2 separate regions of the Drosophila melanogaster genome follow, and region 2 is linked to region 1. Evidence: chromatin contacts called from public targeted proximity ligation data. All regions are on one chromosome and are shown on one strand. The core of a region is the stretch at or near the end of the contact, and the rest is flanking DNA. Distances in the headings are between cores, read along the strand shown.

Region 1 (3,960 bases), core at 156-2,655:
TTATCTAGCTTTTATAGTTCCCGATATCGCAGCGATCATCCATATATATATGTATATACTCTGTAGGGTCGAAAACGCATCCTGTTACATACTTATCAAGGAATCTACTAATCCCTCTATATAAGTTACGTGTATTAAATTGAGGTTTAAAGTAGTTTCGCTGCGCCACACCCTGAAAATTATATAAAAAAGTTATTCTATTATCCATTATTATTAAAAAATAAAAATTTTATTTAAGAAATAATTTAATTAATAATAAATAATATTAATAATTTTAAATCGTTTATGCAAACAACACTGCGTTTTACTCTTAAGACATCAAATAAAGCGCCACCTTGCGTCCAAATCACTAATTCCACTTTTACTAGCTAGCTAAGTGCCACCTTCCGGATGTTTCGGGGTTCGATACAATGAACTTGTGTAAGATTGCATATGTCAAGACAATGCCTGAGTGCTACGAAATCTTATTAAATGTAAAATGTGCTACGAACTTTATAAATCAACGAAAATATGATGGCACGGCTCATTTTTGAAAGGAAAAGGTACAAGACTTCTGTAGTAATTGCTTGTCAACAATCGGGTCAAAAAATGTTCAATTAACATGAGATTAGATATCAGATTATATATAATTATTAGAAACTTATGCTGAGCTAATACATCCCATAAAACTTTTTTTTTCCTACACCGGAATTTAAAAATAAAGCGCTTTCGCATTTTAAGGTGTTTTCTCAGGCACCATCCCGATTTCTAAGGATGTGTTTCGATTAAAAACTGTTGAACTTGGGATGGCGAAGTGTGAAAGTACGTTACTTTCAAAATGAGATGTAAGATTGCTTTCAAAGATATTGAAGAAATCTTTTTGAAATAAAGAGTGGAATTTTAAAATTTACACTTTTTGGGAAAATAATTATTGTTTTGTATTTGCTGTAAAGGTAATAGATATCATATTTTGATAATATTTGTTTTCAATTCGCATCTTAAAATTGAATTTATGTTTTCCTTTGGAATACATATATTCCATGGCCTCTTCTATATTTTAAATTGAATTGCAATGACTATAAAATCGATTAGTTGTTAAGTTGTTTGAATGAATGATATGCACCTATTTTGTATTGCGTTGCAGAGGTTTGCATATTCTGTTAATTTTGTATATAAATTCGGAGTCTCGCCACTAAAATGCTTCCTGATTTGAGTATTTTGGCTGTTTACACGCCAATTACAGTATCATCTATTGGTAATTTTCAAATTGTTGAATATAAATTGTTGAATGAATTATAAACAATACGATTTTACTTAAGTAAGGAAATTGGGAAATTTTATTTTTTATTTCCAGTGCATGGAAAGGGTATTTCTTGAAAGTAAATTGGCATACGACGGTATTTACTTGTAGGACGGTTGGTATTTTTTATCGTTCCCGGCGCGGCCACACTGCTGACTAATAATTTTCGTATTTTGTAAATATTGGACTTTAATTCAATTCAGGGCAATGCACGGACGCGTAAAAGTGAGGACCACGGAGGAGGAGCGCGAGCGGAAGAAGAAGGAGCAGGCTCTGAAAGTCCGGGCCTACCGTGCAGCCATGGGAAGGATTCAGAAGAAGAGGGAGGCGGGTGAGCTGGACAACGAAATGCTCAGCCTGACAGTTCAGATCTTGCTGCGGAATCCGGATGTCAGCATGCTGTGGAACATCCGCAGGGAGTGCGTGCTGGAGAAGCTGTTCAGGCTAAAGGAAGAGGAGGCCACGTGCGAGACGCCCAGCGAGGAGAAGCCAGAGAAGGAAAACCAAACCGGTGAGAATAAGCCGAGTGAAAAGAAGGCCGCTGGCGAGGACAAGGCCCATTCCATTTTCACCTGCGAACTGGACCTCACCGAGCAGTGCCTAATGGTCAACCCGAAGTCCTACAACGCCTGGCACCACCGCTGCTGGACCCTGGAACAGAATCCCAGGGCGGACTGGCAGCAGGAGGTGAAACTGTGCAACAAGTACCTCAAATTCGACGAGCGCAACTTCCACACCTGGGACTACAGGCGCTATGTGACCGGCAAGGCCATGGTGCCGGCCACCCAGGAGCTGGACTTCTGCACCGAGAAGATCAGGGCTAACTTCTCCAACTACTCCAGCTGGCACCACCGCAGTCTCCTGCTTCCGGAGCTCTACCCCAACCAGCAGAGAGACCGGCCCATGAGTGAGGAGAAGTTGCAGAAGGAGCTTGAAATGGTGCTGACCGCTGCTTTCACGGATCCTAACGACAGCAGTGCTTGGTTCTACCAGCGCTGGTTGCTGGGCAGCGGCGCCCAGTTGGATCGGGCTCCAAGGATAGCTGCTTTTCGACTGGAGTCACATGGAGCAGTCCTCGCCCTTGACAAGCCCTACCCAGATATAAAGCAATTGAAGACTGAGCTAGTTGGGGGAGGACAAACGATTTTACTGGAGTTCTGGCTACCAGTGGACAAGCGTGGAACCAGTTGGAAGTGTCAGCAGAACTTCGATTACCAAAGAAACTCAGCTTACTCCCTTAGGCTCTCCGATCAGAAGGTTGACCTCTCGCCTCTGTCTGGCTCGGAAAACGGAGCCTATTACATTGCGCCGCCACACGGCACTACGAGTTGCAGCAAGGATCTCCTGGCGGAGCTGCAAACGCAGCTGCAATCCTGCCTAGATCTTCTGGAGTTTGAGCCGGACAGCAAGTGGACCCTACTAACAAGTGCCCTTCTAATGCGTGCTATCGATTTCTCAGCCAATCACGAAACGAGCTTGGCGCACTTGGCCAAGTTGGAAAAGGTGGATTTTTTAAGAGAGGGTTACTACAAGGACCTCGCTGCTAGGTGGACCTTGGAGTGGGAGCTTGCCAAGTGGCCCCAATCGGCCGACTTTCCCAAAAGATTTGACATAGCGAATGCCGTACTGCTGGAATCGCTTCCTTATGATCAATACTTAGTCATCGCTGATGAAATAACCTTGCCCAACAAACTGCGAGACAAATTGGGGGAATCAGTGCCCAAAACGTTTGCAGACTTGAAGTTGCAGTCATAGACCATTGGTGAATTGGTTTCGATAAGATAAGCCATATTTTACATTTGGTGCTGAACCGTTTTTGGTGATGTTGAAAGCCTTGAAAGAAGTGCAATCAATCGCTAAATTCCATTTTGAAATTATTCCTATTTATTCCTTGTACGAGTATGAGAAGAAATGTTATGTACATTACTAATACATATTTTTACTCTCTTTGTATATCGATGTGCAAATATACGAATAGTAAAATATCCGAGTTTAATTTTCCAGTAAATGGTTGCTAATAAGGAAATAACCAAGACGAGGTCGATTTCGATTGGAAATGAGAGTTTATTTTTATATGCTCCATGCTTACCAAGATGGATTTCCTATTCTTAGGAAATTCAAACAAATTGAACATGAATTTTAGGAAAAGTTCTTAAAACGCTCTTTGTCGGAATTCACACAACACAAATTTGCTTCTATCCGCAAGTGAAATCGATGACATCCGCAGCCATCCATTATCGAATGTTCCACGAGTTAAATGGGAAAACCATCAACACTGCTGCATGGAAACGCTGGCTACTTTAAGCGGTCCCGGAATCTGCCACAATGCTGAGGGTTTCTTTGACATTGCCACCATGTTGCAAATGCAGTTGCTGCTGCTGCTTCTGTTGTTGCCACCGATGTCGCCTCGCGTGTGCAGCGGGGAGCTGCGAGATTTGCGGTTTTTTGGCGGCTCTCGTGGTTATATAAATTATGCAAGACCCTCGAGGCGGAGATGCTCTGCGACGGGATGGCGATGCGAGGAGCTCAATGCGCGTCCACAACATTGGCAGCCGCATGTCATTACGTGCCGCAGCTGCACGAAGGAGACTCACTGAAACAAAAATGAGGAAGAAAAAATTTGATTCGAAGTAAAATTAGTGCAAAAATCGTTATAGAACGTTAAATTATAGTGTCTACAG
Region 2 (3,634 bases), core at 1,075-3,574, 89 kb after region 1:
AAAAATGTAATTGGAAATTTAAGAACAGAAGTAGTTTATTTTCATGGTTATTTAGGACGCAAACAAAACCAATAATTTAATAATGGATCATAAAAATATTAGTGAAGGGTATATTTGGAAAAGGAATCCCATTGTAAACTGAATCAATAGAAAGTAAAGAGTGCTATCCATTGCATCACTCCCTGATCTACGTTAATTTTGGGACCGCTTTTATCGACTTGCTGTTTGGATTGCGGCTCTTTTGCCGTGGCGTAATAAGATTATCTTTCACCTGTGCTCGTGGGCCAGTTTCCCCATCTCTTTCGCTCCGCATGGGCCTTGCATGGGATCGCCGGCCCACATTCGGTTTGCTCCCCGCACTTGTTTTCGGTTTTCGTTATTGGTATTTGTATTTGTTTAGCTTGTTTGCTCGGCCATTGGTATTGGTTTAGTGCACTTTCTGGAGGGAGGGGTAATTGGTGGCCTGCTCTCCTTTGGCGCCCTTATCAGCTGATGTCAACGAAACTGCATTGTGGCATTACAATTTTGGTTTATCTCGCTCGGCTGTTTGTGGGGCAAGAGAGCCCGCGATAAGGTCATTGGAATGTGGAGCGCGCCCATTGATGACAGCGCAGGTAACACTTTTTACACCGTCAAATCTTGCTCGTTTTAATTCCCAAATTAAGGGGAACAAGAACCAAAATAAAGCCCATGAGTCATGTGAAAACACGAGAAGTACAAAGTTCAGCTGCACAAATTTGCAGTCGCAAGCAGTGAGGTGTGTGTGTGAATAAGGCGAAATTGGAGCTGGCGCGAATGAGAAACAGAGAAACGAGCTTGTGGAGCCACAGTGGTCGCTCTTTTGCTCTACTCGCCGTTTTCATTTATTTTAATAAGTCAAAGGAATAAGAATAATATCGTAATTCGAAAATAAGATTTCTTTAAACATCGCATTCAAGACCGATAATAACAAAACAATCAACTATGAACTAGTATGCTTGAAAGGCAAAATCACAAATTGGAGACATCTTAAATGTATAGGTTCTAGTTTGGCCTGCCCCACTGTACCGCGCTATCAGTGTTTCTCCGATTGTTGTTGTTCTCTTGCGGTGTGCAAGACAACAACAACAGTACAATGACCGAAAAGTTACCATGCAAAAACTGAGAGAGGGAGTGGGAAAACAGAATTGTTAGCCGCGACAAAAATCGTAGTAGAAAAGTAAGCACTACTACTAAAACCTGTTAGTCAGAGCAGAGCACTAAAAATTCCGATCTTCCAGTGGCGCTCTCTACTGGAGATATTTCTGTTGCTTGGTTTTATCACCCTCTCTCTCTCTCTATCGCGCGCGCGCGCTCTTTGTGGAAACAGGTATAACTGTTTGGCGTGAGGGAGCACGAAACTCCAGTGGAGACTTCTTCGCATCGCCAGCGAAACAAACGATCAAAATGAATACTCTGATAACGTGTGAAGGTGAGCAACAAAATAAAGTATAAGAAAATACCGCCACGAAAACAACAACAATAGAAATGTCGACGCACCCTTTTCTTTTTCTCGCAAAGAACGAGGAAATGGAGAAGCGCAAAACCACATCCCGCTTAAAGAGTCCCTTTCCCCCGCTGGAAGTGGAAGGAAAGGCAGCTTAAAGAGGAGCGGGTGGCTTCCAGTATGTGGAAAACAAAGCAGACGCCATTGGAATGCCGTCGTTTTTTGTTGTTGCTAAGCCGGACATGGCAATTGTTGCTTTTGTTTTCGAGAGGGGGTGGTGAAACTCATAAATATCAGCTATGGCGAGGGGGTGGGGGCAGTCTTTGTCTGACGTACCGTACTTTTAATTTCTTGTCGCCCGGTTTAATCCAATTTATCCAGCTTTGAATTCCAAGTGGGAGCGAAGAATGAGCGGCGTTGTCCTCCTTTTTTTAGTCTTGCGCACTTTTGCACTGCACTGTGGGGCCGGCTAATTTAATTAAGCCCGCAATTAAATATTGGTTAACTCTGTCGATGTGTTGTTGCTGCTACGTAGTTGTTGTTTAACTTGTTATTGCACATTTCACGTCGCGGCGCGGCGGCTGCGCAGTCGACGTCGGCGTCTAAGATAGCCAAGTGCGCAGGGAAATGCGAATACAAATGTTGCGGAGAAATCGAAATCGCGAGACTGACCAAATCGAAACGAATCAAATCGACAACCGCACACACACTGCGATTTCAAGACGGGCGAAGAGCAGAGAATAACAAAGATCACCGCACTTGTTGCGAATTTGTTGTCAATTTCATGAGAATCAAGAACTCAAGAAACGCGAGCAACGCGCGCCTTCGACATTTTTCCGCGGTGTGACCGCAGGCAGGATTGCGCAGAATACAGGCAGTATGACCGCAGAGCCACTTGTTGATAAAGCCAAATTTTTGCATGTCCTAAATTTGCCACCGATACGGCGTAGCACATTCATCAACCACTCAGCAAAGACTACAACCATCCGATCTAACTTTTTCAAATTTTTAGATTTGTTTTGTCCATTCTCTTACGTATTTTTTACTTTATTTAAAAATTTTAATTTTTTATGTCATAGCAGATAGATCCTTTTTGACGGGAAAACAGTTTTAGGGCTTGTTTCGCGGCCTTTAATCTTCTGAAAACCTTTTTTGATAATTTGGTTTATTTGGATTTTAAATAATTTGGTTTAATTTGATTTAATCCATCTACGTACAAATATCCGGGTAACAGAGCTCTTTTCCTCCTGGTGGAAGGTCGTGCTCGAAACAAAAAATGTGTAATTTGCACAAGATAACGCAACAAGCTTCAATTTCCAGATGGAAAGTTTGAAATCACGGTAACTCACTAAACGCTTACGACCAATCAAGAAATTTGTGGTAAGGATATTGAGGATCACCCAAGCCGGGTCCTATCTCCCTCCGCGTTTCTTTCTTTTGGCCTCCGGCTCGTCCAGACTGTTGGATCTGCGCGGGGCCTCCTGCCCTCTGGCGGCACCACTAGTGCCTGGTCCTCGCCCTGGCTCCTGGCTACCTCCTGGCTCGGGCAGAGCTAGGGCGCCCCGCCACGAAAGCACCGGATGCACCAAGGTGGATAGAATGGTGGTTCGGCCGGGCTTGGGTGACAGGCGATAGGTGCGAGTTGGTGGGACCTGGCGGGGGAGCTGCTCGGGCCATTGCACCGAGAAGTCGCAGCGCACGACGCAGAGGCTGACCTTGCCTCCGGAGCACAGGTCGTTCTTCATGCCCGCGGCCACGGCGTCGCAAGCCAGGGCGCAGGCGGACTCCTCGGAGAGGTCCTCCGACCACCGTGACTCCAGGATGGACATGGATACCTGGTAGCCGGAGCCGATGGACGTGAAGGGCGCCGTGTCCGTGGAGCCGTCGCTGCGAGTGCAGAAGAGATGCGCTCCGGTGTTATCCGCGCCGCCTATGATCATGTCGGCATCTATATTCCCGTTGAAACGGAACAGCAGCTGCCGTATCATCTGGTTGGCACAGCACACCGGCACTTTGCGGAACCCAGTGTTCATCCGGTGAAGCTCCAGCTGCGCCCGCGTCAGTTCCACCAGGGCTTTCGTGTCCCGAGCGGTTCCAGCTCCCGCGGCACTGTGTGGTTTCAAGGTACCATTATATTATGTCTATGGCGTACTCATAGATAGCTAGATG

What was found.
Region 2: a targeted proximity ligation map of the Kc167 cell line shows a contact between it and region 1, with 7 times the contacts expected there. A contact is called at or near these places in 15 of 107 Hi-C or Micro-C datasets (the Clone 8 cell line, the D17-c3 cell line, the Kc167 cell line and 4 more) and 3 of 7 datasets of targeted methods (all in the Kc167 cell line).

Annotation. Positions count from the first base shown.
Region 1 is chr3R:5,126,682-5,130,641 of dm6, forward strand. RabGGTa (Rab geranylgeranyltransferase subunit alpha) reads left to right here and starts at 1,406. Exons shown (of 1, transcript NM_141255.3): 1 at 1,406-3,258. The coding sequence starts at 1,487. The coding sequence ends at 3,034.
Region 2 is chr3R:5,215,132-5,218,765 of dm6, forward strand. cno (canoe) reads right to left here and starts at 2,325. Exons shown (of 20, transcript NM_001316565.1): 1 at 1,802-2,325. It overlaps Prosbeta2R2 (Proteasome beta2 subunit-related 2), which reads right to left. Exons shown (of 3, transcript NM_141258.4): 3 at 2,620-3,574. The coding sequence ends at 2,878.